Regions from separate parts of the Lactuca sativa genome. Here region 2 is linked to region 1. A link is a contact called in public Hi-C data. All regions are on one chromosome and are shown on one strand. The core of a region is the stretch at or near the end of the contact, and the rest is flanking DNA. Distances in the headings are between cores, read along the strand shown.

Region 1 (4,796 bases), core at 2,013-4,512:
TTTTGGAATGAATGTTGTCTATTTTACTGATTCATGTTATATGTGTTGTAGTACATAATTATTACTTATTTTTAATATTGTAAATGGGTCGGGATAACCATTTGAAAATCCATTGATCCGATGGATAAGCGTATGAGTTTAATTATTTAAAACCTTACGGGTTATGGGTCAGGTTTGGATCAACATTTGAAAATTGTTTAATGGGTTTGAATCAAAGCCAATCCGCTCTAAACCCGTTCATTTGTCAGACCCCTCTCTCTCTCTTTCTCGTGTGAATCAAGGCTCAGTATCCTGGTTAAAATGGAGCCCAAGGAAAAGTGGAAAATTGTAATGTCGCGAGAAGAGTGAACGGACCATTGTTATACATAATTCAAAAAAGAAAGTTAAAAGTGAAAAAAAATCTTTATTATGACGATGAAGGCTAAATGTCATTTTTGTTAACTAGAGGGGCTTATCGGTAGATTATGTGGCTCAAAGAATTCCTCTCTTGATTCTTGTCTATTAAGCAGAATTCATGGCTTGATATAACCCATTATCATGCCCACCTTGTTTAGCTTAAGCACAATTTGTCTCTAAGTTGAATTGTTTCGAGCTTTTGCGACGTTCCATTAATTTGTATGTTGAGACAGTAAGTTTATTTTTCACTTTTTTAATGAGTTTATTGATATCTTGGAGATTCCTTTTGGATACTTTTTGCTTTGTTTGTTCATAGATGGACATCATGTTCTAATTACTTCGTTGTAATTTATGAAAAGTAAATTTCCTAGGGGAGTCTTAAAGTGGAGCAACTTTGATTTGGTACTTCTAATCAGGATGGGCCCCTATTGACCAAGCAACCATTGTCGGGCATAGAAGTAATTGTTGGCTATGTCAATCCTAATGATGATGAGTGAGAGGATATCAATACGGGGAACAAGTTTAGTCTGGTTAATGAAACTTCTAAATGGTGATAGTTCTATTGATTCCTTCTTTTGTTTTTAGAGTATGTCTACTCAGCCTGGGTCGTGGTGATATGAATGTGTAGATGCTATAATGTTTTTCTTATGAGAACGGCTATGTTGTTACTTGGTTCATTTGTCATCTTTAGGTTTCATGACATTTTAATTATTTCAATCCGCAAGGTCCAATGTAGGACAATTTGGTACATGTAACTAGACTATAGGGTTTCACGAAGTGGTCCGGCAAAAAGCTTCACAAAAGTGATGTGGCTTCGGCGTGGTGATGGTGTAATTATAATGGTGATGTGTGTAGACTAGACTAGCAATGACTATACTTAGTGTTGTTAATCTAGTCTACACACATCACAATTATAATTACATGATACATTTGAGATGACTATTGTTATTAGTCCATAAACTTATTATACAAGACTTTCTCCATTACAACTAAGAATATGTATTACGAGCTCACTGACATTCTAAGGTCATCTCCAATGGGAGTTCAATGAAAGGTTTAATAGGGAGTTTAATCTCATTAAACCCAAAATCCTCATTGTAGAAAAATGACTAGGATTCAATGGAACGGGGAGTTCAATCACGATTGAACTCTATATTCTCTCCCCTCTCTCTCTCTCTCTCTCTCAAACACAGACACATATACCGCATATATCTGACAAGAGAGAAAAGGGTTTTGAGTTGAAAAGTTACAATTATGATCCCTAGAAATTCTCTTTTGCTTCAATTTCTATTCCAAACTTAAATTGAAAGTACTATATTTACTTTCAACTTTATAAAAGTTGACATTTTCATTTATTCTCTTTCATATTTAATACTTTTTATTAATTCAAATAAACCCCTTTCATATTTAATACCCAAAAATATAATTTTATTCTATAAAGTTCATAAAATATAATCAATCTTTTTATTCTTTTACCCAGAAATGTCGGTGCTCATCATTAATTTATTTAAATTGATTATCTTTTATATAAATTAATTTTAGTTTTAAAAATATAGCATGATAAAAATAATTTGTTTGAAGTGTTTATTTTTAATATTAATTAATTTTAGGAAAAAAAATAACATGGCAAACGTGGCAAGTCACACCTTGTATATGACAAATTTTTTATACGGTGTAACAAATCTTCAGTGGTTCTACGTGGACTGTGGTAAGCGTGGTAGCTTTTTGTTAGATAGAAACTCTAGGTGTGATAACAACTTAAACATGAATGTGTTCCCTGTTTATTTTCATAAATATATGATGATGAATAGTTACTTCTTGCCAACTCAAATGAAACCGACACACTTTCACTTTTTCACTTAAGTTGTTATTGGAACAAGAAGTATTCTTTTTTGGATATTAGGGATCTTGTTATCTCATATGTCATGTTCACGCTTCAGACGACTTCAATTCACTTTTTAGTTCAACGGCAACCCGATGACAACATAACAAGTTGTTTTTTTTTTGCTTTATAACATATACCCACTGCATTTCACTTGATCGTTCTAAGCAACCCACAAAGCTAACTCTAGGACTTCTGAGCATTTGCCCAATGAGTTAAACGGACACCCTCATGACATTTTTTTACCATATAGCAAATCTTTGTTTGGTAACAAATTATATGGGAAAAACTTGCTTTCAATGATTCAATCACTACACATTTGATACAAAAATATTTGTGTAATATGATATATACGGTTATAATACTTTCAACACACACACAAATATATATATATATATATATATATATATATATATATATATATATATATATATATATATATATATATATATATATATATATATATTCCACGACATTTAAGTAAATTTGAATGGCTTGTGCAATATTTAATACGAAAGTATATATATGTGTGCAATATGAAATACAGTTATAATGCATGTCACATATAATATTGCCTTCACGACCTTTAAGAAAAATTGAAATGATATGTGCATCTGAAACCATAGAAACAACTCCAATACTAAAATCTGAAAACTTATGTTCAAAGTTTTTACCATCTTCTCGGTTTTGATCTTGCTTTTGTTTGCAAAAACAAGTTAGATACTCATAACGTCGAAATTGAAGATTTTGTAAAAAAAATGTATTTGTTGTTAGAAAAGCATCTTTGAACCTCACAAATGAGTTCGAAACAGACAACTTTCAAAGATAATGGTTGTTTTTTTTATTTTTCTCATAACGATGATTATTTTTATATACAAAAATTGTTATTTTTGTGATTATCCCAAACTTTTATGTGTTATGATGATTTGCCAAGGTTTTAATGGATACTTGGATAAAAGATGAAGGTTGTTTCTTGATCCGCCCAAAACTAAACCTCTGCGTTGCATTATCCCCTTCATCTCTCTCTCTCTCTCTCTCTCTCTCTCTCTCTCTCTCTCTCTCCATGGAAAGCGTTGTTCATAGCTTCGTATCACCTCCTGACCACAGGCTACAATCACAAAACTTCTCAGCGATGAGAACTTCATCGATGTCACCATCACCCACTGCACATAGAAGCATACCGTCCTTTCGTTGCCGCGCAGAGAAGCCCATCGTAGCTGCTGCTTTCCCTTATTCACATTCAGTCTTCCCTTTGTCTACACCCCTCTCACTACCTTCTTCTTGTCATTCTAAAGGTAACATAATTATCTTTTAGTATTGAAACGTCTTAAAGGGAATTGTGTTTTTGCAATTACAATCTGGTAATGGCTTCCACACGAAGATTCTTCTTCTATGAGATTGAACCTTTAATTTTAACTTGGGGATCATTTAGTTCGTTTTTGGAAGTCCCTCCTTTCTTCAAATTCACGTCTATCTGGTTTATTCGTCCGTAACTTTTCATGATTGCTAATTGTGTTTCTATTTGTTTGGCATTTGGAATTAGTTCAGTTTTATTCGCAACACCAGATGCAGGAGTGAGCAGTGAAACAGGTGTATGGGCGATGCAAGGTAATGATACAGTGTATTATTCCTACTTGCATTAGCCATTGATTTATAATATTTTGCGACAGATTTCTATAGTTTGAGGAAGGATGTGGAGGCAACCTCCAAACGTGTTGAAGAAATTAGGGCTTCTGCTGGTTTAGAGCAACTAGGAGAAGAAGTTGCTAAATTGGAAAAAGCAACAGGAAGTGATTCTTTTTGGGATGATCGTAGCTCAGCTCAACAAACACTAATGGCTCTCACGGATATCAAAGACAAGATGAATCTTCTCAAGGAGTTCCAAGACCAGGTTCGATCTTTTTATTTCCGAATTCCAATCAAGCATCATGTTGAAAAAAAGAAAGTTTACACTGACATGGTACATTCTACATTGATATGTTAGATTGATGATGCAGAAACTATAGTTAACCTTACAGAAGAGATGGATTCAACTGATACTGCACTTCTTGAAGAGGCTGCTACGATCGTGAAAGAACTGAATAAAGCGTTAGATAAATTTGAGCTGAGTCAGCTTCTTTCTGGGCCCTACGATAAGGAAGGTGCTGTTATCAATATAACAGCTGGTGCTGGTGGTACGGATGCACAGGTAATGTAACACTAACACACCTCTGGATCTGGATCAACTTAAAACCATAGTGAAAGTTTATGGCTTAGGTTATGAGCATTGATTGTACTTTGAATTGTTTTTTGTTTAGGGTTTGAAGGATTTACTGAAAATTGGTTTGTTGTATAGGAATGAGATTGTTATAATTAGGTTGGGTAAGAGTGTTTTAAAGTAGAAAGGAATAGTAGAATAAGATGATGATGATGATATTTTGAGTTGAGTGCAGGATTGGGCGGATATGCTTCTGAGGATGTATGTAAGGTGGGGAGAGAGGCAACGATACAAAACAAGAGTGGTTGAGAAGTCAATGGG
Region 2 (4,673 bases), core at 1,367-3,866, 160 kb before region 1:
AAACTCATTTTATTATTTTGGCAGCTTCTTCTTGTGGGCCATCCAACAGATGTTGAAGAGATTGATCATTTGATTCTAGCATGTACATGGTTAGGTGTGGCCCTTGCAAAGCAGGTGAACTATTTTTTATTTTTAAAAGAAAATATCACACTATAGTTTCTCTATTTCTAGAAAAAAAATCAAATAATTGCTGTTTTGTGCATATTGGACAGGGTAAAGTTGTAGAAGGAATTGTACATTTGGAAAGAATAGCAAATATGAAAGAGCCAGAGGACCCCAAGAGCAAAACTCATTATTGTGATGCCTTGTTTATGCTTTCAAGGTTCACAATTAAATGCAACATTTTTTTTTTGGCAAAAAAAATAAAAAAAATTCACAAAGCTAGTGAGTGACTGAGACTGACAGTTGTAAGTGAATTTGCAGTTCTTTGGCAAGCATAGGACGAGATGATGAGGCAGCAAAGTATTTGCGGATCTTAACAACTTATGATCCAGCTTATGCCAAATACTTGAAAGATCTCCAAAAAACTGAAAACAACAATTTTGCAGATGATCTTGTGAATACCAGGAGAAAAGATTACTGACACCATATCATAATCGTATCTTACCAAACATTTTTTGTTTTTTTTTACTACAAAGTTTACTTATCACATTCACATTACCCCTTCAGAGTGAGTGACTACTTGTATGTTGAGATGTACTAATAAATTAAAAAGAATAATGATACGTCATGTAATAGATTACATTCTTTGTTTTTGTTTGAGAGACGAGAAACAAACAATAAACAATGATATATTTTCCTTATATCGAAGATTGAATTCGAATAAGTTAAATTTAACTTATTTGGAGTTTTGTAATATAATACTGTACCCAGACCAAGACACATGGCTTAAAGTTGAATTGTCTGAAAAAAGCTCAGAGATCCCACGTGTTCAAGTGAATTCGACTTAATAAATAAATAACACAAAAGTTGTCGTCTTGTTTGGGGACTTGTGTTTTTGTTTTGGCACTGGTTACATAAGTTTGAGATGTTTAAATTAGTGTTTTGGAAGATAACATGTTGAATCTTTTCTTTTGAACAAGTTTTTATACACACCTTTACCTTTTTCTTCCTAACTAACTGTTACTTGAAATTAATAACTTTTGATAGTTTTTTATTACATGTTTAGTAAACATCATATTTCACGTTCCATTAATTACTGAATATATCTATTGATTATAAACCCTTCTAAACTACCACTTGCTTTTTTGAAAGGCTAACCAAGACAACCCTTAACTAACCCTTTGGTCTAAGCTATTACTTTTTGATCACTTTTATTTTATCTAGTCAGTAGTCAATACTATACATTGTTTGTTCCTATTTGATTCCTTCACATTACAAAATATACGCCTATATATACTTTATATCTAGTCAAAATTATATATTTATAAAAAATACATGGAGACTTGTAGTGGGATTGCACCTCAATATTAGAACGAAAGAAGCAAAGAAAGAGCATGGCATTCAACAATAATTGCCACGTGGATGCAGATTACGTCAACATTTTCAGTCACATTATTTTGTCCTTTTTTCATTGTGGACTCGTGTTACTTTTTTCTACAATTTTCTATCCGCCGGTATTGAATAATCGTACTTTTTTTTTATCATAAATAAATATTAAATTATTTAATCGAAAAAGTCTATAATTATTTAAAAAGATACAATACAAAAACATTTATAATAGACGAGTTTTTTCAATTAATTTATTGATGTCATGTTATCATCATATCAAACAACCCAAAAAGCATACGAACATAACAGAGTTCTTTCACAAAGCTTGTTTATGAGTTCTACCAATATCGATTTATATAATAAATAAATAAAATAGTATTACTACAATATTAAAAAAAAAAAAAAAAAAAAAAACTCTATCTATTAAGCTGGTATATGTACAAACAGTACTAAAATAGGACGAAATACTCTCACAATAATTTTTTTAATTCCATAGTTTATTTAAGGGATTAATGCAGAAAAATCCCATTATTTTAGGAAAATTTTTAATAAAGTCTTAAAAGTTTTTTTGAACAGAAAAGACCTGATCATTTAAAATTTTATCCAAATTAACAAAAAAATCATTTTTTATATTTGAACAACAAATGATAAATTACGTAGTTTTCTTAAAATAATAGGATTTTTCTGTTAAAAAAAACTTTTAAAACTTTATCAAAAATTTTCCAAAATAATAAAACTTTTCCATGTAAAACCCTTTATTTAACCAAATGACCTTTTCAAAGAGCTCGTAGGGTTCTTTGGGTTATTTATTTTCCAAATTTTATACACAAAGCCTGGTTATATACATTAAATTTTAGACATGGAAAATTAATCCTTATAATAAGGTCAATAGAGTCTATTGAATTTGAAGATAAGTGTATGAATTTTCCCATTACAAAATTTGAACTCGTTTGCAAATTATTGTTATTTTATTTTCACTTTTTTTTTCGGTAGACAAGTGTTTATTATTATTATTATTATTATTATTATTATTATTATTATTATTGAAGAAAAGTGTTAGATTTTCTCATTACAATAGAGTTTATCATTTTTACTTGCATAATGTATGAAATTTATCAATTTTTTTTTTATAAATATGGAAAACTGTTTATTTATGTTTAATAAAATAACAATTTTGGGTTGGAAGATCGTTCTGGGCTAAGAATCCGGAACGCACCGATTGTTGTACTGTCCAAACACGCAAGGATTCCTTGATTTGGTCATTCACCTCTTGAGTCTTGCCTCTTGGTCTTGGTCACCAAGAATCAAAAGATTCACAAGATCAGACCCTAAAAGATCTTGATTTTCGAGTTGTCAGAATACCCACAAACGTAATTTCACAGAATGCAGTGTCCAAGCAATAATTTCTTCAGATACAACACCACTTTATGCGCCTGCAATCCAGGTTACTTTTACAACACCACCGATAACACCTGCTCTCCGGCGACCTCCTCCGGTGCCGACGAGTTCTTGGTGGGTTCTGGAGTCGACTATTCAATCAACATCCCTGCTAACCTCTTCTCATTTGACACAATCAAGAAATTCACACAATCTCAAGCTGTGTTTCTTGAGACTACCCTTGTGTTACTTGCTTCGTGGCTCGTATTTTGCTTCTTTGTGCGATTTGGGAAGCTCGGTGATGGAACAACGCTTTGGTTTCAGATCAGATGGTGGATTAGCAGACTGGATGTCTCCTTTGCTACTCGCCATTGGCTGGTACTTTTTTGACTCATTGTTGAATGTTGGATTTAGATTTACTTCCATCTTTTGACTTTCAAGAGTCAAAATTAGCCAAGTATTAAATACAGTAAAAAAATTGTGAATAATTTCATTATGTATCCATATAAAGATTACGTAAATAGAAAAATGATGTAGATAAGTAACTTAAAGCCTTAAAACAATATGTTAAATTTCAATTCGGAAACAACTGGATTTGACCCTTTTGCTATGTCTATGAAATAGATTTTGCTTTTGAGACTTTCTAGCCATCAGAATCTTGAATCTTGATGCATTCTTGTTTTCGATTGGGTTATTCATATGTTCTTGTGATTACTGATTAGTGAGGCTGTAAATCACATGTTAATCACCTGAACTAAAAAGCGTATCCTTCTTTTGATTAGGAAATTGCATGTAGAGATTGGGAATTCTGGAAGGAAAAATCTTGGTAGATAGAAATAAATTAAAATCTAATCGGCATCTTCTTTATGATTATCCTATCATTTTTTCATCTTGTATTTTTTTTTCTTGGAACATTGTTATACATTATTCTTTATATCATTTGTGTAGGATGATCAAAAAGTTGTCAAGAAGCGAAAAACAGAACTTGGTGGAACTTTCTCGATTGCAAGCTGGATTCTTTTTATTGGTCTGTTTGCTGCGTGAGTGACCCATAAATTTCATAACTAAACCACACCACTATCTTTCACACATTTCTCATGTTCAAATACAAACACATTATTTAGTCACACAATCATATTCTTTTTTTCCCATTAACCACTTTATGGGTAAAGTTAGGACTTGATGGGGAAAGTCTCCTCTCTGACTTTCTGTATTAAGTCGTTCAGTCTGTATCAAGTCAAAAAGAAACACCCATGTATAACTTACCTAACCTTTCTTTTTTCCACGTGTCTTCCAATCACAGATTACTATACCAAATCATATCAATGAGAACCGTTGAGGTGCACACTGTGATAGCAACAAATGCACCCGACTTAGCATCCTTCCACAACGACATGGAATTCAACATAACCACCATTTCCACCATGACCTGCTCAAATCTACAAGGACTTTCCACTTTGGTCACCGGAAACCCCGGTTTCATTAATTACCGAACCGCCCCTCTTTCCACTTTGGTCAACTTCACCTGCGAAAACACCACAACGGGCCCCACCATATCTCTAAAATGCAACGATTGTCAACTCCTTCGTGACAATTTATACATCTCATGGCAATTTGTTGACCTCCCAAATATGCCTGCAATGGCGGTTGGTTTCGAGTTTAAGTTGAGCGCAAGAGACCCGCGTCACAAAAAGCACGTGAGTTTTGTAAGTGGGGCTTTGAAGAATGGAAGTACAAATAGTGCAAAGTTTGTGACATATAGAGGGAGAGATCCGAATATTTTGCAATTTAATTTGTTTCCAAGA

Evidence for each region. A called contact is a pair of places that touch in the nucleus more often than the background predicts.
Region 2: a Hi-C map of leaf shows a contact between it and region 1, with 3 times the contacts expected there. The contact joins the promoter of LOC111920967 here to the promoter of LOC111920963 in region 1. A contact is called at or near these places in 2 of 4 Hi-C or Micro-C datasets (leaf and seed).

What each region holds. Positions count from the first base shown.
Region 1 is chr8:3,325,788-3,330,583 of Lsat_Salinas_v11, reverse strand. It overlaps LOC111920963 (peptide chain release factor PrfB1, chloroplastic), which reads left to right and starts at 3,262. Exons shown (of 7, transcript XM_023916531.3): 1 at 3,262-3,573; 2 at 3,827-3,886; 3 at 3,949-4,169; 4 at 4,263-4,466; 5 at 4,711-4,796. The coding sequence starts at 3,342.
Region 2 is chr8:3,484,258-3,488,930 of Lsat_Salinas_v11, reverse strand. It overlaps LOC111920967, which reads left to right and starts at 2,616. Exons shown (of 8, transcript XM_023916542.3): 1 at 2,616-3,246; 2 at 3,817-3,908; 3 at 4,172-4,673. The coding sequence starts at 2,875. It overlaps LOC111920970 (ALBINO3-like protein 2, chloroplastic), which reads left to right. Exons shown (of 14, transcript XM_023916544.3): 12 at 25-114; 13 at 213-322; 14 at 424-803. The coding sequence ends at 583.